Regions from separate parts of the Drosophila melanogaster genome. Here regions 1 and 3 are each linked to region 2. Evidence: chromatin contacts called from public Hi-C data. All regions are on one chromosome and are shown on one strand. The core of a region is the stretch at or near the end of the contact, and the rest is flanking DNA. Distances in the headings are between cores, read along the strand shown. Region 1 holds the start of Trf4-1 (Topoisomerase related function 4-1). Region 2 holds the start of Caf1-180 (Chromatin assembly factor 1, p180 subunit). Region 3 holds the start of oc (ocelliless).

Region 1 (3,056 bases), core at 478-2,977, 45 kb before region 2:
CATTACTTATATTTAAATCCTTGTTTCTACTATGTCATCTCACATGGGCACAGTTATGATTTCTCCACGCTCAAAACGGACAAGGGGTCATCATCTACCTTGCCCTTCTTTTTGGCTGCGCAATTCTTAACGCATCTCATGGCTTTGAATAAGACTTTTTCCGAGGGTAGCGTCGGTTCCACCTGACCGATGGCGTCTGTAGTTGGGGATAATTATTGAATGGATCACTAAAAGTTGGATGTCGAGCACTAAACTTACTCATAAGCGAACGAAACAGATGTTCGTGATCTTTTAGTCTTTTCTTTTTCTGATTCCCATCAATATTGTAGTTCAGAAGGATGTCCTCGGAGAAAATGAGTCTTATGGTGCGGCTTAATCTTCCCTGGCGCAGGAATTTCCGCATGGAATTCGTCTGATCAGGGATCATATAAGTACAACTATATAATATTCTATTGATGGAAAAGCATGAGGAAGGAGAAACTTACATAGATCCCCCTGGAGTCCTGGCTTATCTTGTGATTCACTTCGACCAGATCCTCCTCATACATAATTGGAAAATCATCGTCCGGATTTCCCTTCGCCTTCGGCTTGGTCGTTTTCATCGACTGCTTAACGAATTCCGTAAGTGTCTTAACCGCCCTCGTCAAGTTTTCGATTTCTGCGCGCTGCGACAGGACTTGGGAATTGAGTTCTAAGTGGGTTAGGTAATGTAATATGATCCGGTGTTATAAGATATGTATGTCACAAACATACCATCTATCTTTGTTAGCAGCATGGCATTGGCTGCGATATGACTATTCTCGGTGGCGAGGCAAAGTCTCTTGATTTCAGGCATTGCTTCGTTAATTTTTAGCATTAAAGTGAATACATATGTATATTTAGTTTATGAATTGAGGAAAGTCCCTAATGGAAGCGATTCGCTTCGCTACACAGTTAAGCTCCAAATGGAATTCCTCGCTGTTTCATCATTGCCTTCGCTAGGCGACGAATGGGAAAGTAAGGGCACGGGCAAAAACTCCCTCTTGCTCATCACATATGAGTAACTGGTGAATCAGTGATGACGACGTCTGATTAGCGGCGGAACTGTACAGTAGTACAGAGAACATGGTGAAAGCCAGAATATCGCATGACAACCAATCGCATAAGCCACAGGATAAATAATACTAATTGTTTATAATAATCACAATGTTTTTAACGAATTTAGTTGGTGATGCGTCCTGTCAGTTGAGTAGGTGGGAATAGCATGGACTTTCCCCAAATAACAAATGCTAAGTTGGGTTTTTTTAAAATTGATTTAATACATTTTTTTTATGTTACAGTTAAATTTGAAACTATATTTAACAAGCAATTTGGATGTCATCGATATTTTGTAATAGGACCATTCACTTAGCGGAGTCATCAACCTTGGCGAATCTAGCGAGCACATCCACCTCTCGCTTATCAGGTCTATCGATAACATCGCTCATCAATCGATTCGTGAACCAGCTCTATCGCGAAACGGTCGCGTGTTCGCACGCAAATTGCAATATAAATCCACAGAAATTGACAGGGAACGTTGCTAAAGGGCGAAAAACAATCGTGCCGCGATTGAGGCCTGCGATCTGCACAGGAAATGCACAATTGCGAAGCGCAATTTGATAAATTCGGTAATGTTCGATTCTCGAAAGAACCAGTCGTGTGCGTCTGTATGTGCTTCAAATGTCACTCTGTGTGCGGGTGTGTGGGGAGTGCATAAAAGGCATAGAGGCAGCAAGGAGTGAAAGAGAGAGCTCCATCGGCAGCGCAACGAAAGTGAGCGAGAAGCAGAAATTGTTAGTGCTTATAAGGATATGTGAGAAGGGAGAGTGAGACAGTAAGAAAGAACGGAAGAAGCAGCAGCGACGCCGACCGACAACAACTGTAATTTTCCATTAATTTTTGGGCGGGTTTTGTGCTGCACAATAATACAACTGGCATAATATAACTTGGCTTATTTTTTATAACCAACATGTGTATTTTGTTCACGTTTTGCTGCGTGTGTAGGTGTGAGTATATGTATGTGTGATAAACTTGAAATACAACGCAATCGCAACGAGAACCAAAACTTGTCAAGGTAAAACGGCTAAAAAAAAAGAAGAAACGAATTGTGTGTGAAAAATTCCAACTGAATTACGCGAGAAATCATGTGAAGAGCAGTTCGATACGCATGTGTGTGCGTGTGATAGAATACGAGGATGAGAGCGGGCGTGCGTTTGGAGTAGTCTGCTTAATTGATTTTCGCTTAATTACTGCAGCGGTTGCATAAATTAAATGTTTACATTTGCCCCGGACAGTGCTGTAAAGAGAGAGAGCCCTTCGAAGCCAGGTGGCAACACCGAGGCCCGTCTATCGATATCCACTGCAATTAATTACTCCGACTAATTTCAGCCTCTGTATGTTTTTTGCCGGTTAAAACAATAAATCGCTCTCTCTTTCTGCCTTTCTTCAATATCACTTCGCCCCGCTCTCTCACTTGCTCTCCTTGGGTCGTTAGCCAACACTGGCGAACATTAAGAAAGTGTTAATTTGCCTAAAATGTACAAGTACATGTGCGCGATGGCCTGCTGTAAATGTGTGTGGGTGTACGGGAGTTTTCCTCTGTCAAATGCAACTAAGTTTTTTTTTACCGAAAATTCAGCCAGCAAATGAAAATCGTATCGGGTAAAATATGCATTAGGTGTAGGTGTGTGCGCATTTAGCGGTTTCTCTGCCCATCTTTCTTCTCCCTTTTTTCTTATTGTATTATATTTTTTTTGCATAATCGAAGCCGCCTTTCGGTACATGTGCATGTGTGCTGTCCCGCTCCCACTCCCACCCCCATACTACGGCCACCTGTACGCCCTTGCACACTCACACACAAACGCACACACCCAACAGAGTCACACGCACGCTGCACAAAACTAGAGTAGCTATCAGTGTATTGGTGCGAGATATAATATCACTTGGGAAGTCATTTATTTGCGGGTCTCGGAGTCTCGTGAGCTGTTTTTCCTTCTGTTTTTTTTTTTCGAATTGCTTGTTGTTTTTATTGCATTTTG
Region 2 (2,863 bases), core at 320-2,819:
CCCTTCGGGGCGCCGGTTACTTCCGGCAGACTCTTCCTGTTCAGGCGAGTCTCCTTTTGGGCGGAGGGTCTGTCGGTGGCCGCGGTGTCCGTATCCGCATCCATCTCGTGCTCGCTGCTGGAACTGTTGGCCTCGCTGGTCGAGAGGATCATCGAGATTTCTGCTGCTTCCGGAGATTCGTTGTCCGACTTAACTTGAGTAGATGCCTCGTCTTTCTTGGAATCCTTTTTGGCCGTCACCGATTTGTGTGAGTTCGATGCATCTTCTGGTTCAGAAGTCTTTTTCTTGACTCCAATTTGTTGTTCTTTTTGATTATTTGCAGGTGAGTCTGCTTTCTCTTTCTTTGACTTTGTTGTGCTGTCTTCCTTCTCTTCTTTCTTACTCTTTTCAGCTGGTTTTGCTCCCTCCTTCTTGCCTTTTCCTCCGGTTTTGCTTGTTTCCTTCTTAGGGACTTCTTTTGGTTTGGAATCCTCTGCAATCAGTGGATCTTTCTTGTTGTCTTTAGCTGTGGTCTTGACCTCCGGTTTATCCTTCTTATTAGTTTCCATTTTCTTTCCCATAAAGAGATCTATTGTGGCCTGATCGTTCTTTTTATTTTGTTCTGCGGTCTTTGGCTCTTCCTTCTTCGACTCCTTGACCGCCTTCATGGACTCCTCCTGCTTCTTTGAGTCCTTTCCATTCTTCTGCATGACCTCCTCCGTGTGCTTGCCGCTTGTAGAGCTGTTTTCTGGGGATTTCTCACGCGGCGTTTGTACTTTTTGCCTCTTCTGGGGGTTCAGTTCTTCGGCGATAATCTCTATGTCATCGCTGGACTCGCTGTCCCCCTTGGCAACATCCGCGGTCGAAGTCTCCAGCGGTTCCTCAGATTTCTTCAGGGATTTTCTGCGCTTTGATCGTTTGTTGACCAATGGCAGCTTGATTTGTATGGGTGCCGGCGAGCCTTTCTTGCCCTCCGACTTCTTGGGCTTCAACTTGACCTCCTTGGAGGACTTGGCCTCTACCAACTGATCCTGGTCCTCTATCTCCTTGTCGGCCTCGTCCTCATCCAGTTCTATGACATCTTCCACTACCGAATCCGTGGTCTTGACCTTTTTAGTGGCTATGGAACTGGCCAGATCCAGATTCTCCTTGCTGGTCGAACGTCGCAGTTGCCCCGTAGAGCAGCCAGTGCCCTCCGATGGCGACTCATCGTCGTACGAAAGTTTTCGCTTGCGCGGAGCGGGATCGTCCTCATCCAGGATTACAGTGACGGGGCCAGAGCCGATAGTGGCGGGGGACGATGAGGAGGAGGAGGATGTGGGCACCGCCCCACCGCCTGGCGTTAATAACTTAAAGGGCAAACGCGTCTGCACGAACTTCTTGCCACCGCTGGCCGTCTTTTCCGCTGATTTGGCCGGCACAGCCGCATCTTTTTTCCTGCCGCTGAGCGGCGTCTTAACAACGCCAGCGTGCATTCTGCTGTACTCTCTGTCTGCCTGTTTCCTGTTTCCTGCGGCTCCTGTTTTCCCCCAGCAAATCTTCACTTGTTATTCGCTTAATAAAAAAGGCGGTGAAAACACACTAGCGATGGCAGTTGCGGTTGCGCTTTGCCGCCAATAGATCCGATCGCGCGCTCGATAGATCGATATAATGTGCATCAGTGTTGGCAAGCGATCGAGTGGTGGAAAACTATGATAAGAGTGATCCTGCATACGGCTAAAGTCTCCATAATCAAAGGATTAGTGGTAGTAGATTATTCCCGTGGATAATTTTACCCACTAATCCTTTGATTGTTTCAGTGGAGACTTTAGTCTTGGTAGAAGTCTTTAATATGGCAAAGTGAAGAGTCAAACTATGGCAAATTGGAGAATTAAACTATGGCAAATTGGAGAATTAAACTGTGATCGGAGGAGGTGGGGAACTTAGATAAGAAAGAGGAATATCCTTGTGTCCTTTTTATTGGCTTAGCTTAATTGTGGAGACTTTAAAACATAAATAGCGAAGTGGAGAAACTTAAAAATGTCTTTGTAAGATTTGTAAGATTTATTTCTTTTAATAGTTTATATTGTTTACAAGAATATCAAATTAGAGTCAATGCCGTTTTCTTAATGTTTTGTTATTAATTTCTTTTCCAGAACAGTGAGCAATAAAATTGAAATAGACATTGAAAACTACTCATGCAAGCGAAAGTACACAATGCTAATTGTTGTGCACCCTGGGCGAGCTTTTTGTGAATAATTAAATACAATTAAATACTGTCGTCTTCCCAAGTTTATTCCATTTCTGCAAGCTATCAGGTTGATTGGGTACGTAGTTATTGTTACCTTTTGATGCAGCTAACAAATATCGCCCCACTGTCGATAATTGTTTACTTAGTTTAATGTGGCATTTTTGCTAATCCCGGATAAGTGGAAAAATGCTTGCGGCCACAGTCATAGCCACTGTTGACCCCTTTCCACCTGGCGACCTGGTTGACATGGTGACCCAAACCGAGGGAGAATGAGAGATCCTGCCTCCGGCTGCAGCCTGCGTCGCAGCGGCCTGGAATACATTTCATTTAATTACAATTTGTTTCAATAGGCCAACACGTACACACAGCTCAAAGGGGGGGGGGGGGGGGAGAGAGGAGGAGGAGGTGATGGATTTGGGGGCGCCAACTACTCTGTGATTATACATACATATATACTGTGTGCATGCGCATAATTCTGATTGCAATTGCACTTCGATGCATTGGATTTATTATCCCATGAAGTACTCCTAGCTTGTAAACTCAAAAGAAAAGTAATGATTTGATTAATCTGGTGTGAGATAATAATCAGATAGAATTGATACATATTTAAGTGATTTGTGGGTACTAACTATTAGTATTATTTTTTTTTTAAAC
Region 3 (3,276 bases), core at 297-2,796, 44 kb after region 2:
ATGTGACCCGAACGGGTCCGTCGGCTGTCTTCTATTGTATCTAGTATTGATTTTCTTGGGGTTTCTTCGCCGTTGGCCCTATCATTTTGTTAGCCTTTTTTCTATATCACATTTCTCGTATCGATTTGGTCGGCTCTTGCTGGCTTCTTTTTGTTTTGCCTAATTAGGGGAGGCGGCCTTAATATGCCCATTAAAATTATGAAAATCATAACGAATCTCCGAAACGCGCATTTTCTCACATTACGATCAGCACATTAGTCATAGGCGGAAATTTCCTGACCGAAACCAGATTTTTAAAAAAAAGGCTCCATCATATCACGAAGAGCTGAAGGAACTGAAACAAAGTTTCGGGCATGGAATAGGTAACTCTATTGTTGGACTTGGGAGTCCCCGAAATCAATGAATAGTATTCCAATTAAAGACTTCTAAGATCCATTGAATCTGAAGCTAAATAAAGACTAGTATATGTGGCAAAATAATATCGGTTGATTATAGCATTTGGAAGAACATTTTAACCTTGTAAATATATGTAGAAGTGTAAGTGAAAAACAAAAGATCTGTCAAGTTCGGCTAATCGAAAATAGTGAACCAAACATATTATAACATATCTCTAAAGTCTGAGCTTTATAATGAAGAATGAAGATTGGCTCAAGAATAAAGTTGAAGCGATAACGAAAAAGAAAATAATTAAGCTTTACAGCGTGTTAGATCTTTCAATATTATTCCAAGTTTAAAGAGTGTATTTCAAATATGTCATAGATAATGTAAGACTTGTGACCTAATATCTCTGCTAAATAAACAAGTTGATAAGAGTAATCCCTAAGATAGATTCCCGCTCCCCCAAAAACTACTTAGGTCTACAGATTCCCCATGTAATCCGTGCTTATCTCTCGGCTCCACATTCCTTGCTGGATATATAGATTGCTACCGATTTCTCGATATCGGCGGATCGCACTCACCGAAAAAAAAACACAAACAAAACTAGAAGCAAAACGGTGCTGTATTCCAATGGTGACTTGTTTTCGGATCCAACTACTATATGGTTATGGCATGAGTATATTTTACACATGCATATATATAAAGATATATATGTATATTTATATATATATAAATATTGTATTCCAGAGATGTATGTTTTTTGGGCGATGTTTATGGTTTAGCACTGGCAACACGGTAAAAAAACAGATTCTCGTCACTTGGCACTGCGTTATATCCAAAAGGATATATCTCTCTGTATTACTTAGTATTCTCCTCTGGGGCTCTTTGTTTCTCTATAGCTGTGTTAGCTATAGCTTCTCGTGTTGATATTTGTTTATTTGTGTTTGATTGGTTTAGTTTGCTTCGATTTGATTTGATTCGGTTTGGCGACGGCGAATTGATTGTTGTTATTGGCTTGCGCTGGTGCTTGCTTGCTTATCGGCGAACGCGGCGAGTGGCGAGAGCGATCGAACGAGCGGCGAACGGGGCGAATGAGCAACTGAGCAACTGGGCGACGGACGACGCACAAAAACAACCCGAGCGGCACGAAAGTTACTCTGGAAATGAATTGCGGTACACCTTCCACGGACGATGGCAGCGGCGGCAGCAGCGCAGCGAGCAGCGGGCAGAGCAAAAGTCGTTCGACCAGAGTCTGCGAAAAAAGAAAAACAACAAGAAAAAATGTTGGAAGAAGAAGCAGGAAAAAAACAACAAACAAACACCAGCGGTGGTGGAAACGAGAGGGAGAGCGAGTGAGTGCCTGCTTTTAGCAATGGCTGCCCGGCTCTCTACCGCGCGCCAGAGTGAGATAGCCGTAGTTTCGCTCCGTTCCAGTCGTTCAGTATTTCGCTCTCTCTCTCTCTCTCACTCTCTTGCGGCATCTCTCTCGCACGCCGCTTACAACCTGACTGAGTGGGAGCGAGACAACTGCTGGTGGTACCGTTTGCTGAGCAGCTGTATTTACCGCTGTGTTGTTGCTGCTGCGCGTGTGTGTGCGCGCGTGTATGAGCGTGTGTGTACGTTGCTGGTGTGCGTTTGAGTGTGGGACCACACCCCAAAAAAATTCAGTTCAACAACTTTGTTGTTGCCACAAGAGCAAAAAACGAGGAGCAAAAAATACATAGTCATAAAAGGAGGAAAAAAAAGCAACAACGTACCTTCGTATTTTTGCGCGGCAGCAATGAAATTTTAATGAAAACGACAAGACAGCGAAAACAACGCAAAAATTTGTTAGCTAACAGCGAAAGATAAGGAAACGGGGGTAGGTGGCGACGGGCGTTTAAAGGACGCTGGTCAGTACCGCTACTTTTGCTACTGCTGCTGCTACTGCTGCTACTGCTTCTTCTTTAGCTTCCTCCTCTTCTACTTCTGCGTCGCAAATTGCCATGCACACACAACACCAGCGGCGAAAGCGCGACAGGGATGGGGAGAGCCAGCCACTCACACTTGGCACGCCCCCTCTCTTTCGCCCCAATGGGCGGCCCCCATTGTTCAATTATCATTTACGCAAAGTGAGGCGAAAAGAATCGAAACTTAAGGTGGATTTGGGTTTAAAGTCTAGTTTGCTATTCGTGGGCTAAGAATTGCTCAAAAGAGGTCTTTAATAAATGATTTCAATAGATATAGCTATTATAATTATGATTTAGTTTTGCAAAGCGGTTTTGTTAGTTTTAATTTTCAACTAGCTTATAATTATTAATTAGCTTATTTATAAATTCTCTACCATGGCAGTCTAACTGTAAATGATATTTTCGAGCAACCAACACTTTTTGTGCCCAAACATTTTTTTCTGTTATATTTTTGCCTTGTAGCTGACGCAGGAATAAAAATTCGCAGAGTTGGGTGGTTTGGGGGAGCAGCGGAAAAAACCTTATCAAATTTTTATGACAATTTGAAATAGCTGACGACAGTTGTTTGGCCATCTCACTCGCACTAACGGCCCGCAGGTTTGGGCGGCGAGAAAATGTTGCACAAATATTTTATGGATTTTTCTTGTTGAAATTGCTGTGTGCTTATTATTTTTTTTTTATCCAGCTACCGCACTTTTCCCATTTCCAGGCGGGCAAATTAAATTGTTGCGGCTAATTGATGTGTAGATGAAACATGAGGCAATTACCCTTCGAGGGGAAAAGCTTAGCGCACAAATTGGGACTCGGACACAACGAACGGGAAATCTCGAAAAAAAAATTGTACAGAGAGCCCGAAATGAAATAAAACAAAAACCTAATTTTCATGAAAAATGTTGCGGGGAAATGTAAAATGTTTTTGGAGTAAAATTCACGGAGGCAAAAACTGCGC

The links. Hi-C and Micro-C count contacts between places; a contact is called where the count stands out from the background.
Region 1: a contact with region 2 is called in a Hi-C map of the OSC cell line, with 2.5 times the contacts expected there. The contact joins the promoter of Trf4-1 here to the promoter of Caf1-180 in region 2. A contact is called at or near these places in 17 of 107 Hi-C or Micro-C datasets (the D17-c3 cell line, the Kc167 cell line, the OSC cell line and 5 more) and 1 of 6 datasets of contacts at active chromatin or transcription factors (the Kc167 cell line).
Region 3: a contact with region 2 is called in a Hi-C map of the Kc167 cell line, with 2.5 times the contacts expected there. The contact joins the promoter of oc here to the promoter of Caf1-180 in region 2. A contact is called at or near these places in 1 of 1 datasets of contacts at CTCF or cohesin (the Kc167 cell line), 16 of 107 Hi-C or Micro-C datasets (the Kc167 cell line, the OSC cell line, the S2 cell line and 6 more) and 2 of 6 datasets of contacts at active chromatin or transcription factors (both in the Kc167 cell line).

What each region holds. Positions count from the first base shown.
Region 1 is chrX:8,559,168-8,562,223 of dm6, forward strand. Trf4-1 (Topoisomerase related function 4-1) reads left to right here and starts at 1,728. Exons shown (of 5, transcript NM_001272411.1): 1 at 1,728-2,092. It overlaps CG12112, which reads right to left and starts at 1,025. Exons shown (of 4, transcript NM_132261.3): 1 at 754-1,025; 2 at 486-691; 3 at 259-412; 4 at 1-196. The coding sequence starts at 856. The coding sequence ends at 54.
Region 2 is chrX:8,604,735-8,607,597 of dm6, forward strand. It overlaps Caf1-180 (Chromatin assembly factor 1, p180 subunit), which reads right to left and starts at 1,570. Exons shown (of 3, transcript NM_132267.5): 1 at 1-1,570. The coding sequence starts at 1,454.
Region 3 is chrX:8,649,135-8,652,410 of dm6, forward strand. oc (ocelliless) reads right to left here and starts at 1,547. Exons shown (of 4, transcript NM_078536.4): 1 at 960-1,547.